2 separate regions of the Mus musculus genome follow, and region 2 is linked to region 1. The links are chromatin contacts, called in public Hi-C maps. All regions are on one chromosome and are shown on one strand. Each heading gives the region's core, a stretch centred on a gene start, on an enhancer-like site or on the middle of the called end of the contact. The rest is flanking DNA. Distances are from core to core; before and after follow the strand shown.

Evidence for each region. A called contact is a pair of places that touch in the nucleus more often than the background predicts.
Region 2: a contact with region 1 is called in a Hi-C map of uterus, with 5 times the contacts expected there. The contact joins two enhancer-like sites. A contact is called at or near these places in 6 of 484 Hi-C or Micro-C datasets (the C2C12 cell line, adipose-derived mesenchymal stem cells, brown adipocytes and 3 more) and 1 of 9 other capture datasets (adipose tissue).

The regions. Positions count from the first base shown.
Region 1 is chr13:29,502,303-29,504,926 of GRCm38.p6, forward strand. All of the region lies in intron 11 of Cdkal1 (CDK5 regulatory subunit associated protein 1-like 1), which reads right to left. Among named protein-coding and RNA genes, the nearest start is that of Cdkal1, 350 kb to the right of the region's middle. Within about 2 kb of position 1,324, at least 102 of the 459 cell types and tissues checked have an H3K27ac peak or open chromatin away from gene starts, as enhancers often do. A contact at or near this core is called in embryonic fibroblasts and uterus, where this site is marked.
Region 2 is chr13:29,573,675-29,576,298 of GRCm38.p6, forward strand. The region is part of intron 9 of Cdkal1 (CDK5 regulatory subunit associated protein 1-like 1); the gene reads right to left. Among named protein-coding and RNA genes, the nearest start is that of Cdkal1, 280 kb to the right of the region's middle. Within about 2 kb of position 1,292, at least 21 of the 459 cell types and tissues checked have an H3K27ac peak or open chromatin away from gene starts, as enhancers often do. A contact at or near this core is called in embryonic fibroblasts and uterus, where this site is marked.

The DNA.
Region 1 (2,624 bases), core at 74-2,573:
AGCTTCTTGAGTGTGCCCCAGGCCACACTTGGGGTGTGAAGGATGATGAGAGGCTAATGTCTAAGTGGCACCTGTGGGCAGCGGGTGGATGAAGTGGCCCTTTGTGGCAAGTCCCAGCCTATGGCTGAGGTGTTGCTTTGGTTCTTGCAGAATTATCCATAAACTGCATAGAAAAGCTTCAGCGTGGCTAATGTGAACATGGAGGAATACCATCAAAAGGAAAGACTTGGGAACCAGAAAGACAGCTCTAGGGGCATCAAAGTGTTCAACTTCTTCAGCCAGTTTCAGCCATAGAGCAAATGCTGATGGCACAGGGGCCATTGGAGGACAGCTGGACCACTAAGTAAGTACCCTACTAAGTAAGCAGCCAGGCTGCATGGAAGCTGGAAGGCCAGAGGGTGAGGGGGTCAGGAAAAGGATGAGCAGGAAAGGAGGGGAGAGAGCTGAGGCATGCCAAGAAGGTTCTGAGCACCACCAGTATTAGTAGCTATCGTAAATGGACAACATAATTCATGAGGTCATGTCCAATCACAGATAAAGATACCCAAACAACCCCGAGTGTCTGGAAAGGAAACAATTTTCTCTGATAACATCTTCCTTAAGACTGCGTATGTGTCTGGTTTTATACACCGGCTGTCTCAGTTTTTCTCCACAATGAATTCCTGGAAAATGCATCATGAAAGTCTGCCTTTCCTCACAGGAATAATAAAAACATGGACTGCTGCTCTCCTGTCTGTGACTCAGCATGGAACAAACTGTGATAAGACCACAACTATACCATAAAAGCAAAGATATAACAATAACCCACACAATCCTGGGAAACTCAAACAACAGCCTCCAAGTCATTAAAGGGAGCATTGTAGAATGCAGGGGACCTCTGAGTTTGCTCAAGTCCTGCCACTCAAAAGGTGAGGCTAACACTGAACCAAGAGAAATCAGTTTATTTCAAATCTAACAGTTAGGCTTCTTTCTGACATTTAACTGGAAAGCTGTCAACCTACTTCAAAAGAATTGCCCCACGTGGGCTAAAATTGATGTAAGTATGCAGAGATGTACAGTGAACCCACAAAACAGTAAGATACAAATGTGCCCGATTGTTTTATATCATCCAACATTTATATATTAGCTATAATAATAGCATACATATACTTCTATTTAATTGTACACTGTAACCTGTGGCTATGGCCTCCACCGCAAAAGCAAGGAAAAGAGAAAAAAAAAAAAAAGAAGAAAAGAAAACAAAAAAAGAACTCACGCAGAACCCTTAGGAGCTGCTAGCAAGTTGGAAAGAATCCAAGTGTTTCCTCAGGAGGAATGACTAAGCAAAGGAGTGAGCTGATACTATGTTATATAACTTCTAAGCAGTGATTGCTGTATGAAAAAGCCCCACTGAGACCCAAGGAAGCATTCTAAAGAGGAGAGGTCACTTTTGGTGACACAGTCTCCCTTTAGTCATTCATGCTCTCATAATTAACACCTTTCCCACACTCACAACTAAGCAACTACCTACCTAACTGAATACTGACGAGATAATCCTGAGCTCAGGACTTTCTGGAAACTGCCTCAATGCCTAAATGAGTCTGTCAGAGCTGCACAGTCTAATGCCAGCCCTCAGGCTGCTTTAGAGTCCATTCTAGACAAGAAAATTGCTTCAAATGTTTGGATGTTCAGTTGACTTGTTTCCAAAGTTATTCTACATCACATAACTGTGAAGTCTACACTAGCAATACGAATATAGGAAAATGTATTTATTTTCTTGATGAAAATATAACTGCCAAACTTGTTATTCTATTATCTTTGCCACCATTACTTAGCAATCAGTAAGAAAGAGGTCACATGTCAATATTCCCAAACCTTTCTTCCCTACACAAACATCTCACCATGTGACTGAGAAGTGATGAGCCCAGAGTGGACGTGCTCCCATTTATGCCACACAGAAGCTGAGCAGGTGTGGTCCATGGTGTATCAAACACCGAGTGCCACCCTGTTTATGGTGTCTAGTCTGTCTTAAAACCTACAGGGCACCGTACCATAAATGAAAACCCAACTGCAAAGTAAAACCCAAATCAGGAATATTTTTGGGCAAATACTATTTGGAGGACAGAATTTTTGCTACTGGAGAATAGAGGTATGTACAAATAAGGAGCCAATTAGTCAGAAGATTTAGAGACTAAAGTTTATGAGATGAGAAGGGTTGACTGACAAAGAGAATCATTTGATTTATGTGCGTCAAGACTTGGGCATTCTGGTTTTTGAACATACATTCATTTACAGAGAAAGCACAAAGGCTGTTCCTATCAAAACACTGCTGCTCAGTTCTCCCGAGACTCATGGGAGAAGGTAAATTAATAATCCCACTGGAAGGACTTGGTCCTTCCCAGAAAGGACATCTTTTTGTCTGTTCATCAGACAAAAACTGAGCAAATGTACTTTACAAGGACTTTATATCACCTGAGAGGAAAGCACGGACAACAGTTCCAGAAACCTAACACGTTTCCATCAGTGTGTGTATGTACAATTGATAAAATTTGCTATTACTAACGTTCAAAGGCCAATGGCAGAAACAAATTAAATCATAATTTATCTCCAGACTCTAAAAAGAAAACTTCCTTAAAGCAAACTGC
Region 2 (2,624 bases), core at 42-2,541, 71 kb after region 1:
CTGAAAGTGTTCCTTAATCTAACACCACTCACCTGATAAATAACCTGATACCCAGTGCTCAAGTCACCTTACCACACATGCCTTGAACATAAGCTAGGCACCTGACTCAAGAAATTAACTAAAAGTAGTCAAAAGAATTAAAGCCTCAGACTGAAGCAGTCCACAGGAAATTCGGCAGCCTGAGTAGCATCATCACCCTCTCTGCATGGCAGCCTGTCATCTCTTCTCACACACTGACAAGAAATGCACTTCCATGTGACCAACTGCACAGGGACACTGAGGCGAACACTCATCCAATCTCAAGACAGGCCCTTGGCACTTTGGGCATGCTCTGAAAGTACCCCTACCTCCTGGTGGCCATATTTCCTAATTACTGAGTCAATCAGTACAGGTAGGGTTTAACAAACTCTCAGCATGTGCCAGTCTACTCAGATGCAAGCATGCAACAGACTTCTAAGCATCCATATTCTAAGGCACTCTTTTCATGGGAAGAACTATCTTGACCATACAGTCCCTTAACAATTAAAAATAAGAATAGTGTAGGAAGTATGGGTAACAAACACAAATAATAGTGGTTTTGTTATTTCCACATTCCACGGAAAAGAATGTGAATCTTTGAAACTATTTGGAGATTTATAATCTTGTAAATATGATGAGAGTCTGAATCAAGGAATGGAAGAGGAATTTAAGATCTTCTAGTGCTGAGACACTTGTCAGTCAAGGATGAACCTGATCTGCCCACTGGGGACTCCGGTTGCTTCAATCCACTGTGCCCCTGCTCCTCTTCAAACCGGTATCCGACCCACTTTCCACTCTTTATTCTTATGCTTCCATCTCCAAGTCTAGTCCTAGGAAGAGCATCAAACCAGATGTGCCCAGGCTTGGCCTGTCTCACCACTGCAACAGCCTGGACAAATCTAGTCTGGACACCTAAGTAAGATGCTTCACTGTTACCTTTTAAGATGACTGTTGTGAGCTAGCCACTAATAACTAAAAGGAACCTTGCAGGAATGACGACTGATACAGTACTACACGGGGCTAATGAGAAAACTGCCAATGACTCTGCTACACAAAACATTCAGCTCTGTAAAGCACTGAGAGCTGAATGGCACTGACACCCAGTGTGGCTAAGAAAAAACAGTGGATTCTGAGTGGAACCCCATCTTCTTATCACTGTTTAATACTGAACTTTCTGTTGTTGGTGGAATCCAGGTCACATTCTTGGGCCACTGGAACATCAGTTCTCTGAGTTCTCTCATGGTGAAGTCATTTTCATGAGGTTGGAAATCCCCCACATTATAGAATGTTCAAACAAGGCTGGGGAGCCAGAGGACGCTACTGCTGCCAAGGCTGCAGGATTCTAAGTGCTGATAACAAATGAGCACTCACAGAAAGCAGAGAGAGGGCTCACTGGGTCCCAATCACAGCTCACTGTAAGGGCTGATGTGAATTCATGGCTACTGAAGAGACAAACAGCTTTCCTCTCTCCTGGAGCAACTCATGACTACTGATATTTTAGTTCAATTACTTCTCAAATAAAATCCAGGTTAAAGTAAGCACCATACTGCTACTAGACAATTCCAGAGGGTAGACATGGAGGTGAGTGCTAAGCACTGGTGCTGGCCTCAGCATCTTGCATGGATAAATACAATGAAGGTACATAGATCACTTTGCTATTGCTCCTTTCCAAAGCAACACTTTAGGTAGATCCCCAGTGCAAGCTGCATACAGAGCTATAAATATGAGAAGCAAAGAAACTGAAAAATGGTCTCCAGGCAAAGCAAACAAATTGCATTCATATGCCTGAAAAACAACAGTGGCATGCACACAACTTCACAGCACCACCATATAGAACACACAAAGTTTGTCAGCCTGGCCTTTTTCATGGGATGCACAAGAAGCTTGCAGCACACCACTCAGGCAGGAAGAAAGCTGACTGACTGGCGGCAGCAACAGCAAAAGGGCAGGCAAAGTTAAAGTCATATTAACTATGCAGCTCGTTTGGCTTTTTAAAATTCCTTTTCCTTAGCTTAGCTTGAGAAGAGGTTTGCATCAGGTAAAGCTCACGTAGTTCAGATGGTCCTGTCTTCACATGTTCAGGCTGCAAGAACAAAATACTTAGTCTGCTTATTTTGCACTTTCTTGAAGGCTGAGAAATCAAAGATCAAAGTGGCCACAGACTTGGTGCTCGTGGTGCTGGCCCTTTTCTCAGATGAAACAACTGTGCATGTCCCTCCTGTAGTAGAAAAAGGACAGGAGCTAAAGCTCCCTCAAGCTTTGTTATAAGGGCACTGATACAGTGCACGGCAGGAGTTCATGACCTCAGCACTTCTCAAAGGCTCCTCTTTTCATACTATCTTGGGGATTAGGTTTCCCAATATGGATTCCAGAAGGACACAAATACTCACAGCGTAGAAAGTAATTCAATCTCTTAAAATGTGCATGGGAACACTGTGATCGAGGGAACACTGTGATCGAGGGAACACTGTGATCCAGGGAACACTGTGATCGAGGGAACACTGTGATCGAGGGAACACTGTGATCCAGGGAACACTGTGATCGAGGGAACACTGTGATCGAGGGAACACTGTGATCGAGGGAACACTGTGATCGAGGGAACACTG